2 separate regions of the Oryctolagus cuniculus genome follow, and region 1 is linked to region 2. A link is a contact called in public Hi-C data. All regions are on one chromosome and are shown on one strand. Each heading gives the region's core, a stretch centred on a gene start, on an enhancer-like site or on the middle of the called end of the contact. The rest is flanking DNA. Distances are from core to core; before and after follow the strand shown.

The links. A called contact is a pair of places that touch in the nucleus more often than the background predicts.
Region 1: a contact with region 2 is called in a Hi-C map of an unstated tissue, with 3 times the contacts expected there. The contact joins two enhancer-like sites. A contact is called at or near these places in 3 of 6 Hi-C or Micro-C datasets (ear pinna, psoas muscle and an unstated tissue).

What each region holds. Positions count from the first base shown.
Region 1 is chr12:2,398,791-2,404,829 of mOryCun1.1, forward strand. It overlaps SV2B (synaptic vesicle glycoprotein 2B), which reads left to right. Exons shown (of 14, transcript XM_070053307.1): 10 at 1,122-1,286. Among named protein-coding and RNA genes, the nearest start is that of SV2B, 110 kb to the left of the region's middle. Within about 2 kb of position 3,686, at least 1 of the 8 cell types and tissues checked has an H3K27ac peak or open chromatin away from gene starts, as enhancers often do.
Region 2 is chr12:2,265,728-2,271,697 of mOryCun1.1, forward strand. No RefSeq gene overlaps it. Among named protein-coding and RNA genes, the nearest start is that of SV2B, 27 kb to the right of the region's middle. Within about 2 kb of position 4,349, at least 2 of the 8 cell types and tissues checked have an H3K27ac peak or open chromatin away from gene starts, as enhancers often do.

The DNA.
Region 1 (6,039 bases), core at 2,436-4,935, 130 kb after region 2:
ACCCGGCCTTCCTGACCCCGATGGAGAGACAGCGAGGGAGCCTGACCCCGCCGCCGGCGCACCAGGAGAGGCCATCTCAGAGCCGAGCACGCCGGCCTGCGTTCAACTCGCGCGTGGCTGTTTTTTTTTGTTTTATTCTTATTTAGGTTTATTTAATGTAACTTTGTGGAAAAGGCAATGCATTTAAACTGTGGAGAGTAGGGAGACGTCTGTCCATCACGTCTCCCTGCCCCCACACAGCCGTCTGATTTCCCGCCTTGTCACCGCGAGGACCGGTCCTTGCGTGTGTTCTCACTCTCCCTCGTTGTCGCAGTCTAAGGAGAGTGTTGTTTTCACCCGCGTTCCGCACACGGCGGTGTGTTCTCGAACTGGCCCGGACCTGGGCACTGACAGAGCGCGGGCTCCGGGCCTGGCGCCCCCCACTCAGCACGCCTCCTCCACGCGCACCTCTGGGAGGCGCGGGGTGTCGGTTTGTGATGGGCTTCCAGCTTTTGCCAGCAGAGCCACGCGAGTGCCGGGTTTGCGGGACACTCTGTATTTGGGCTGGGTTTTCCGTGACAGAGGGTAACTCTCAGGGGTGTTTAGGCACCCACACACCCTCTGTGCTGTTGTCCAGTTCCCCGTTTCCCAGCAGTGTGCAAGGGCACCTGCTTACCACCCTCGCCGGCGGGGTGTTGGAGCAGACGGGCGCTGTGATATGGGACGTGAGCGCCTGCCCCGCCAGGCCCCACGCCGGCCCCGAGTGGGCATTAGGTTCCGCTTCTCCTCTAAGTCCGGGAGCGTCGTTTTTGTGTTTCGTGCGCTGTTTGAGCGGGAATGTCTGTTGTTTTCCTGTTCTCTGAGAGTCTGGCTTTTGAGTTGAGATCCCTGTTTGTGTTGAGATGTGCGTCAGTCCCTAAGTCCTGGTGTTTTTATTCCTTGTTTTCGTCAAATGCTTTTCGGCATCTGTGGGGCCGATCGTGTTTTTCCTTGGAGCTGTTGATAGGATGAGTTACCCGCTGGACTTCCTCACACTGAACCCGGCCAGTACCTTTGCGATCAGCGGGTCCACGTGGTCGGGAGGCAGACGCTGGTGGCCGGGGTGGGCTGTGCTGCACCTCAGGCCTCTTTCTCCCCCACAGCTACTACGGGCTGATCGTCTGGTTCCCTGACATGATCCGCTACTTCCAAGACCAAGAGTACAAGTCTAAGATGAAGGTGTTTTTCGGCGAGCACGTGTATGGTGCCACGATCAACTTCACCATGGAAAACCAGATCCACCAGCACGGGAAGCTTGTGAATGACAAGTAAGCGAGCGGCTGAGGGTTTCCCCGTGGACGCGTGCACCATCCTGGGGCGAGGGCTTCCCTGTGGACGAGGGCACCGTCCTGGGCAAGGGCTTCCCCCTGGACGAGGGCACCATCCCTGGGCGAGGGCACTGTCCCTGGGCGAGGGCACCATCCCTGGGCGAGGGCACTGTCCCTGGGCGAGGGCACTATCCCTGGGCGAGGGCACTGTCCCCAGATGAGGGCACCGTCCCTGGGCGAGGGCACCGTCCCTGGGCGAAGGCTTCCCCGTGGACGCGGGCACCGTCCCTGGGAGAGGGCACTGTCCCCAGACGCGGGCAGCATCCCTGGGCGAGGGCACTGTCCTTGGGTGAGGGCTTCCCCGTGGACGAGGGCACCGTCCCTGGGCGAGGGCTTCCCCGTGGACGAGGGCACTGTCCCTGGGCGAGGGCACCATCCTGGGCGAGGGCACTGTCCCCAGACACGGGCACCGTCCCTGGGCGAGGGCACTGTCCCCAGACGCGGGCACCGTCCCTGGGCGAGGGCACTGTCCCCGGACGAGGGCACCGTTCCTGGCGAGGGCACTGTCCCCAGACGAGGGCTTCCCTGTGGACGAGGGCACCGTCCCTGGGCGAGGGCCCTCAGAGGGATGGGGGTTACAGAGGCGGGCGCAGCGGTCAGCTTGCTGTCACTGCGCGGCAAACATGGAGGGGCCCTTTGAGGAAGGCAGGAGCTGCCTTTGGCTCCTGGTTCCCGAGGTGCTCAGTTCAAGACCGGGCGTCCCCGTTGGTGTCTGATGGGGATGGAGGATGGGGGAGCTGAGTGGAGGGAGGACCACGTGGTGGCCCAGGGAGCGCGAGAGGGGCTGGGCCAGCCCCAGGCCTCCAGACCCGGCCCTCTCACCACCACTCCCCTCAGAGGGCAGCTCCCAGGGGAGCAGGGTCTGCAGCCAGCCAGGACTGTGTCTCGTGCGATGTGTGCCCCGTCCACCCTGCGCACCCCTCCCAGGCCCAGGGCCGGGTGCGATGGACCGTCCCTCCTGCTGCTCTGTGTGGCTGCCCCCAAAGCCCTCAGGCCGGGGGTCGGGGCAGGACATGAGCTCGGTTTACCCAAGGCCGCATCACTCCTGGAGCCAGGCGGGGCCCCTGTGCAGTCTCCACACTTGTGTTGTACTCAGCAGGTGCACCGGGTTGTGGGTGACCATGGCTGGGTGGCAAAACCAGCAATGCCATGGCCCAGGTGGGTGGACGCCAACGGCAAAAACTGCCCCACACTCACCAGCTCCGGGCAGAGCAGACACCACAGGCTCGGACCGCAGTGACGCGCTCCTTCATCTGCGCCCACCCGTGTCGGGGGTCTTGCCTGTGTCACCTGCAGCCTCCGTGCGCGAGCAGCGTGCGCGAGGGGCGTGCGGCCGAGTGAGGCCAGAGGGCATCTCCTCCAGCTCTCGCAGGCCAGGCCTCACACAGGCTCTCAGCTCAGAGGGGACACAGGGGACACTTGGGCTGAGCTCACAGGATACCAGAGACCTTGGAGAGGACGGTGGAGGAACAGGTGTCACTGGATATGGGGTTCGCATTCCCAGACCTGCTTTTCAAGCGCTGGGGCGCAGTCACCGGGGGCTGTGCACCCCAAGCCCTGATGGGTCAGAGCCGCTGCGTCTGCCGGAGCGGCTGCTCCCGGGCTGGTGGCGGTGGCGGTGGCGATGGCGGCAGCGGGGATCCCCGGACACCGCACTCCCTGAGCTTGCCGCCTGCGTCAGGACTTCGGGGTGGTGCGCTGAGAGCTGCCCGTAGCTTGACCAGCAGAGGCAGAAGTGTGTGTCTCCCAACGCAGCCTGTAGACCCCAGAGCCCGCACCCTTGGCGACCAGGAGTGGAGCCTGAGCGGGACTCTGCATTGCCCCAGGCCCTGAGCGGGACTCTGCATTGTCCCAGGCCCTGCTTGTGTGAGAACTCAGCACAGCGGGCACGCTCAGAGCCTGGAGTTTGCAGGTTTCAGCCTAGGTGGAGCAGGAGCGGGGGAGGAAGGCAGAATCAGAGCCAGGGAGGATCGGGCTGAGCCCACCCCGTCAGGGCCCCCTGTGATGGAGCCCGCGTGAGCGTTTCCTCCAGTGCCGTGGGGCCACGTCCCAGCCCACAGTTCCTGAGAAGCCAGCGGCAGGAGGGCGGGGCTGCAGCCTGGACTGGCAGCAGTGGGCGGGGCCGTCTCGGCAAGCTGAGTCATTGTTTCATGTCAGTCACCTTTCCGAGTTAAGGGACGTTCCCAGCGGGGTTTTGCCGCCGTGGGTCCTGCATGGTTCTCGGTGGGCTATTTTATGTCTTGATTGGCTGTAGAAATGGGCTCAGTTCCCCACTGGGCAGTGCAGACCTGGTGCAGGTGGAGAGGGACGCACTCTGCGTGTGCACCGAAGCCCTTGTGTCAGTGCCAGCCGGGTTCCATGCCGTCCTGAACCCTGTCCCCTGCATCTCGAATGTGCAGACATGGAGGGTCACACCCAGGACCCCGCTCCGTGCTCCTTCTCACAAATCCTCGGCTGCTGCCTTTGCCGCACACTGCGCCTGGAGTGCCCCCTGCTGGTGCAGCCCCTCTCCTGCAGGGCACGGGGCCGCTCCCTCCGCTGGATTTCTCGTCCACACGTGCTCTTGTTCTGTCCCCGTGGGCTCAGACGTCGCTCTGTGCAGCGTGCGTGTTTAATTTCTACACAGACCCTCTGCTGCGCCAGGCCGAGAGACGTGCTCGTAGGGTTGTTATGCTGTGGATTCTGCGACTTGCTTTTGGTATAAAATTATGATTTGGAGAATTTTCTGTGCTGGTTAACTCAATTTCACTTCATCTGAATTTCATTACGTGCTCATCTGTCCCCTTGTGTTGGGCATTAGCATAGCTGATGATGTTTTGCTTTTAGAAATGCTGTTGCAAAATGGGTTTTTAAGGAAGGAATGCTCTAGCCTTCTAGCCTGTTAGTGAGGTTGCGGGGGGGGGGGGGGGCGTAAGTGCCGTCTCCAGAGGGGGTGCGTGAACCAGCCCTCGGGCTCGCAGGAGGTCGTCCGCGTGTATCTCAGCCGTCTTGCCCTGCTGTGCTATCAAGGTTAAGTCTTGCTCTTCTCTAAAATAAATGGTGGGGGATGGGGGTTGGGTGCCGCTATGCTGGCTGACCTCCCTCCTGCAGCCCCAGCCTCCCACACGGCACTGGCTCCTGTCCTGGCTGCTCTGCTTCCAGTCCAGCTCCTGGCTGCTGGCCTGGGGAAGCAGTGGGAGATGTAGGTGCATGGACTCCCGCACCTGTGTGGGAGACCCAGACGGAGCTCCTGGCTTTGGATCAGCCCAGCTCTGGCCGTTGTGGCCATTTAGGGGAGTGGGCCAGCAGATGGAAGATCTCTCTCTCTCTGTCTCTCTGCCCCTCTGTCTGTAACTGCCTCTCAAATATATAAATAAATCTTAAAAAAAGAGAGGGGATTGTCGATTCCTTGAAGGCTTGGCACAACCAGCCCCTGTAACTATCTGAGAAACCTGTTGGGACAGTGAATTCTATTTTCAGTTCATCTTTACATGGAATTAAAATTCTTTTCTTATGTTTTAAAGTGTATCCACGTCGAAGTGTCCGAGGCGTCCGCTCTGGGGCGGGGCTGCGCAGCCTCCCTTTGGAGGGAGCGCAGAGCCGCTCACCTGTGCTTCTCATCTTGTTTTGTGAGCCCGGGACCTTGTGCTCTCAGAGTCTTCACAGAGTTCGCGTATTTAGTGGTCTTTCCAAAGAATCCGTTTTTAATTCTGCTTGTGCTCTTCAATATTCCTTTCTTGGCGTTTACTCTTTTGTTTGTTTCTTTATCAGATTCCTTGATTTTAAAATAGGAGTGAATTTAAGAGCATACATTTCCCTCTGCCTTCTGCTTTTGCTGCAACGTGCAACTTTTTTAAAAAAATTATTTATATGAAAGAGTTACAGAGAGAGAGAGAGAGAGAGAGAGAGAGAGATTCTGTCCACTGGTTCACTTCCCAGATGGCTACAATGGCCAGGGCTGAACCAGGCCAAACCCAGGAGCCAGGTGCTTTATCCAGGTTTCCCATGTGGGTGGCAGTGGCCCAGATACTTGGCCCATCTTCTGCTGCTTTCCCCAGGCCATTGGCAGGGAGCTGGATTGGAAGTGGAGCAGCCGGGACTTGAACCAGGGCCCATAGGAAATGTGGGCATCGCATGTGGCGACTTCACCTGCTGTGCCACAATGTCTGCCCTGTAGCTTTTTTTTTTTTTAAGATTTATTTTATTTATTTGAAAAAGCAACAGAGAGGAAAAAGAGAGAGAGATCTTCCATCTGTTGGTTCACTCCCCAAATGTCCGCAACAGCTGGGGCTGGGCCAGGCCAAAGCCAGGAGCCCAGGACTCCACCTGGGTCTCCCACGTGGGTGGCAGGGCCCCAGCAGGTAGGTAGAGTAGCAGGGAGGTAGGTGGACGTGGAGCAGCCGGGACTGGAATTGGTGCTCTGATACATAGCGCTGGTGTTGCAAGCAGGCTTAACCTGCTGTGCGCAGCGCCGACCCCAATGCACAGCTTTCAGCACTTCCTAATACATGCTCCATTCTCTCCCTCAGTGTTTCCTTACTTTTTCCTCCAAGTGGGTTGTAGGGGGTGGACATTCAGCACAGGGGCTCAGACAGCACTCGGGTGCCCGCATCCCATACCCAAATGCCTGGTTCAAGTCCTGGCTGCTCTGGCTCCAGCTTCCTGCTAACGCGTGCCTGTGAGACAGCAGGTGACGACTCAAGTACGTGGGCGA
Region 2 (5,970 bases), core at 3,099-5,598:
GGGGCATGGGATTTTCCCCACTGTGTGAGCTTGTGATAAAAAATGAGGCGCTGACACTGTGGCATAGTGGGTAAGGCCACCGCCTGCAGTGCCGGCATCCCATGTGGGCACTGGTTTGAGACCTGACTGCTCCACTTCTGATCCAGCTCTCTGCTGTGGCCTGGGAAAGCACTGGAAGATGGCCAAGTGCTTGGGCCCCTGCTCCCGCGTGGGAGACCTGGAAGAAGCTCCTGGCTCCTGCCTTTGGATTGGTGCAGCTCCAGCCGTTGTGGCCATCTGGAGAGTGAACCAGCGAATGGAAGACTTCTCTTTCTCTCTCTCTCTCTGACTCTGCCTCTCCGTAACTCTGTCTTTCAAATAAATAAATAAATCTTAAAAAAAATGAAATAATGACCCACACGAGGAAACCACTCACTCTGAGGGAGAGTTCTAGGTACAGTGTAAGAAAGGGTTAACACCCCAAGGAGTTGAAGCTATAGCCATCTGGAAGAGATGACAACTTGAGGATCTTTAAAATAATTAAACAGATTTTGGGAAAAGAGAGAAAATATAAAGAAAGAGAACACTATGAAAAAGGAAAGGCATATCAGGACAATAGAAAATTAAACTTCCAGTAAATTGAGGATAGTCACTGAAAATTAAAAAAAAAATCCTCCATGGATGTACTAAATAGCATATTAAATACAGATGAAGAAATAATTAGTGAACGGGAAGATTGTTCTGAGGAAATTATCCAGAATGCCACACAGAGAGATGATTGAGTATACTGGTCAGTTTTTCATCACTACAGCAACATACCTGAGGCAATTTAATGTTTGAAGAAAAGAAACTTCTTTAGCTCGGTTTTGGAGGTTCAGGAGCATGGTGCCAGCATCTTGTGGCACTGGTGAGGGCCCTTGGCTTTGTTGACGATGGCAGATGGCATCATGGTGACAGGGAGAGTCACAGGGCAGGAAGCCTCAGAGCAGGAGTCCACGTGGCTCCTGCAGGAGCCAGCTAGGGCCCCCCGAGAGCTGCCTTCGTCCCTTCTGAGTGGCTATGCCTCTTCAAGGTTCCACCCCTCAGCTCGCCCCACTGGAGACCACGCTCCACATGAGTCCTTGGGGGCACACCACACCCGAAACCGCGATGAGACAGATGGAGACTCTGGAGTGGAATGATCACAGGATGAGAGGGGATGCGTCCAGCGAGAGAGGAGACCCAGAGAAGGCAAAGTCAAAAAGACCAAGGCCTCGGGGCCGGCTCTGTGGCACAGTGGGTTAATGCCCTGGCCTGAAGCACCGGCATCCCATATGATTGCCAGTTCTCGTCCTGGCTGCTCCTCTTCCGATCCAGCTCTGTGCCATGGCCTGGGAAAGCGGTGGAGGATTACCCAAGTGCTTGGGCCTCTGCACCCACATGGGAGACCTGGAAGAAGCTCCTGGCTCCTGGTTTCGGATTGGCGCAGCTCTGACCGTTGCGGCCATCTGGGGAGTGAACCAGTGGATGGAAGACCTCTCTCTCTGTCTCTTCTCTCTCTGTAACTCTCTTTCAAACAAAATAAAATAAATCTTAAAAAAAAAAAAACAAACCAAGACCTCCCCAAGCCCTGAAGGCAAGTCTAAGTGGCTGTGAAGATGAGATTCTCTTTAGCTTTGGCTGAGATCAAAAGACAAGAAGAGGGTGGGCGTTTGGTCTGGCGGTTAAGGTCCTGGGTGGAATGGTTGCTTCCCATATTGGAGCACCTGGGGTGCTACTTGCCTGTGGCCTCTGAGTCCAGCTTCCTCCTAACCAGACCCCAGAGGCAGCCGTGAAGGCTCGAGTAGCTGGGTCCCAGACACCCACGTGGGAGGCTTGGATGGGGCTCTCAGCTCCCAGTTTTGGCCCTGGCCCGGCCCCGTTATGGTGGACATTTGAGGAGTGAACCAGCAGATGAGAGTTCTCTCTGTCTCTCCCTCTCAAATAAATTAAATAAAGACAAAATTTAAAAAGACCAAAAGCATTCCATAAATGACAAATCTGATCCAGATTTAGGAAAACGTATTTATCTGAGAGGTGCATAGAGTCCCATCCGCTGGCTGACTCCCCAGAGCCTGTCGTGGGTAAGCTGGGGCGGGGCCGAAGCCAGAGGCGGAAATCCAGTCCAGGCCTCCCGTGCGCAGGGCGGGGCCCGACCTCCTGAGCCGTCATCGCTGCCGCCCAGGTCTGCACTGGCCGGAGATGAGCCAGGAGCGGAATCCAGACACTGAGGGGGCGCTGGTGTCTGAACTGCTGGGGTGAGCGTCCACTCCTGGCCCAGATTTCCCAGTTAGCTTCCTGGCCGAGCGCGCGTCATGCTAAGGCCTGCGGAGCTGGTCTGACCACGTGGTCACGGGCGTTTGACCTACGCAAGACACAGAGGTGAAGAGGCTGGGAGGAGGGATTTTCCTCCGTCACCCACAGGCTGTGTTCTCGACAGCCGAGCCCGAGGAGCGAGGGACGTGTTTTCTCCCTCGGGCCACAGCAAGTGACCTCAGTTCCCCCGGTGAGCTGATGTGCCGCACCCCCGCTGGCTCCAGGGTGCAGGCCTGACAGGTGGGCAGTGCCCAGGCCTCCCCTGCAGAGTGACTGACAGGTGGGCTGTGCCCAGGCCTCCCCTGCAGAGTGACTGACAGGTGGGCTGTGCCCAGGCCTCCCCTGCAGAGTGACTGACAGGTGGGCTGTGCCCAGGCCTCCACTGCAGTGTGACTGACAGGTGGGCTGTGCCCAGGGTCTCTGCAGAGTGACTGACAGGTGGGCAGTGCCCAGGCCTCCACTGCAGAGTGACTGACAGGTGGGCTGTGCCCAGGCCTCCCCTGCAGAGTGACTGACAGGTGGGCTGTGCCCAGGCCTCCCCTGCAGAGTGACTGACAGGTGGGCAGTGCCCATGCCTCCCCTGCAGAGTGACTGACAGGTGGGCTGTGCCCAGGGCCTCCATTGCAGTGACTGACAGGTGGGCTGTGCCCAGGCCTCCTCTACACAGTGACTGACAGGTGGGCTGTGCCCAGGGTCTCTGCAGAGTGACTGACAGGTGGGCTGTGCCCAGGCCTCCCCTGCAGAGTGACTGACAGGTGGGCAGTGCCCATGCCTCCCCTGCAGAGTGACTGACAGGTGGGCTGTGCCCAGGGCCTCCATTGCAGTGACTGACAGGTGGGCTGTGCCCAGGCCTCCTCTACACAGTGACTGACAGGTGGGCTGTGCCCAGGGTCTCTGCAGAGTGACTGACAGATTGGCTGTGCCCAGGCCTCCACTGCAGTGACTGACAGGTGGGCTGTGCCCACGGCCACTGCCGCTCTTCCATGCTGGGCAGTTGTCTGCTCTCTGAACTGTGGAGAGGGAAGTTCAAATGTGAACGCATTTCCAGTTTTCCTCACACTGGCCTGGGCCCAGGTGATGCAGGGTTAGCTTGGGTGTGGGGACAGGGAGGGGACCCCAGACAGGGTGTGACGGGGCCAGGACAAAGGATAACGTTAGCTTTCTCTGGCTTTCTAGGCTTAGCTTATGGAAAACCTTCGTGAAAGGTGAACCACAAGAACTTACGCTTAAGATAAAATCTATTCCCATCTTCACGTTCAGTAAAAGAACACAGGAAAACTCCTCGAGAGGTAGCGTGCCTTCTACGCAGCACACGGAGACGCGAGTCTGTGCACCACTCCGGGCAAGCACGCGTGACCGGAGTCTCACAAGGAAAGCGAGATCCCAGATGCAGGAGGCTCACCCACACGTGGGTGGGGCTGCCAGCTGCCCGTGCCAGGAGAGACGAAGGAAGGCTGGATGAAGTCAGGCTGGGTGTGACCCTGAGAAGGGCGTGGCCGTGTTCTTGGGCGTGGCCGTGTGCCTGGACAGGGCCATGTGCCTGGGCAAGGCCCTTGCCTGGGTGTGGCTCTGTGCCTGGGCATGGCCGCATTCCTGGGTGTGGCCATGTGCCTGGGTGGGGCAGTGTGCTTGGGTGGGGCCCTGAGCCTGGGCATGGCTGTGTGCCTAGGCGTGGCCGTGTGCCTGGACAGAGCCCTAAGCCTGGGTGTGGCTGTGTGCCTGGGTGGGGTCCTGATCCTGGGCGTGGCCAGGTGCCTGGGTGTGGCCATGTGCCTGGGTGGGGCAGTGTGCTTGGGTGGGGCCCTGAGCCTGGGCATGGCTGTTTGCCTGGGGATGGCCATATGCCTGGACAGAGCCCTGTGCCTGGGTGTGGCAATGTGCCTGGGTGGGGCCCTGAGCCTGGGTGTGGCCATGTACCTGGGTGTGGCCCTGAGCCTGGGTGTGGCCATATACCTGGGTGGGGCGGTGTGCTTGGGTGGAGCTCTGTGCCTGGGTGTGGCCGTGTGCCTGGGTGGGGTCCTGAGCCTGGGCGTGGCCGTGTGCCTGGGTGGGGCCGTGTGCCTGGGCAGGAGCTCTGTGCCAGGGCAGGGCTGTGCCTGGGCGTGGCCATGTGCCTGGGTGTGGCCATGTGCCTGGGTGGGGTCCTGAGCCTGGGCGTGGCTGTGTGCCTGGGCGGGGCCATGTACCTGGGTGGGGCCATGTGCCTGGGTGGGGCCCTGAGCCTGGGCAGAGCCCTGTGCGTGGGCAGGGCCCTATGCCTGGGCGGGGCCATGTGCTTGAATGGAGCCATGTGCCTGGGTGGAGCTCTGAGACTGGGCATGGCCGTGTGCCTGGGCATGGCCGTGTGCCTGGGCGGGGCCATGTACCTGGGTGGGGCCATGTGCCTGGGTGGGGCCCCAAGCCTGGGCAGAGCCCTGTGTCTGGGTGGGGTCCTGAGCCTGGGTGTGGTTGTATGCCTGGGTGGGGCTGTGTGCCTGGACGGAGGCCTGTGCCTGGACGGAGGCCTGTGCCTGGGCATGGCCATGTGCCTGGGCAGGGCCATGTGCCTGGGTGTGACCCTGTGAAGGGTGTGGTCCAGGCCGTGTGCTGGGCCGTGGGAGGAGGGTGCCACAGCAGACACATCGGGGTCAACTTTCAAAATCAGAACCAGGAGGAAGAGGAAGCAGAAAAAGCTGACGGCTGCTAAGGGCTTCGGAAGAGAAAGTCGGCTCTTAGGCGTGCACCAGGACACTCAGGGCCGAAGAGCACGTCCGACAGCGCAGATGGTTCAGAGTGTGTGTGTGTGAGTGTGCGTGAGTGCGTGTGTGTAGGTGTGTGTCTGTATGTATATGTGGATGTGTGTGTATGCGTGTGTGAATGTGAGTAGTGTGTATATGTTCATGTCCATGCATGTGCGTGCAGGTGTGCTTACGTATATGTGTGTGTTCATGTATGTATATGCGTGTGAATGTGTGTATGTGTGAATGTGCACATATTTGTACATTTGTGTATGTACATGTACACGTGTGTATGTGTGTGTGCATGTGTAGATGTAAGCATGTGTGTATGTGTGTGTATGTATGAATGTATGTGTGCACACATGCAGGCATGTATATGTGCAGGTGTGTGCATGTGTAGATGTAAGCATGTGTGTACGAGTGCATGTGTGTATGTGTGTGTATGTATGAATGTGTGTGTGCACACATGCAGGCACGCATATGTGCAGGTGTGTGCAGGCATGCATATGTGCAGGTGTGTGCATGTGTGTATGTATGCGTATGTGCATATGTACATGTGCGTGTGTGTGAGAGAGACAGAGGGAGAGAGAGCAAAGGATAAAGCAAATGGTGTAGAAAGTTAATAATAAATGAACATGGGCAAAGGTACATGAAAGTTCTGTATGCTATTTAAAACATTTTGTTTGAATTTGAAATTGTCCAAAGTTTCAAAAACAAAAACAAGAGACATGGGACAGGCGACCGTCGTGTTGGCGTCGTGGAGGCCGGAGGCGACGGGCTGTGTTTTAGACTTGGAGCGATGCGGATTTCAAGCTGAAAAGCTCATCCTCGCTCTGCCAGAGCTCGGGAGGAGGGTGAGACAGACACCGAGAACTCAGGACAGCTGAGGAACGGGAGTGTCACTCAATGGACGCGCTCCACGGAGGAGGAGCCAGAGCAC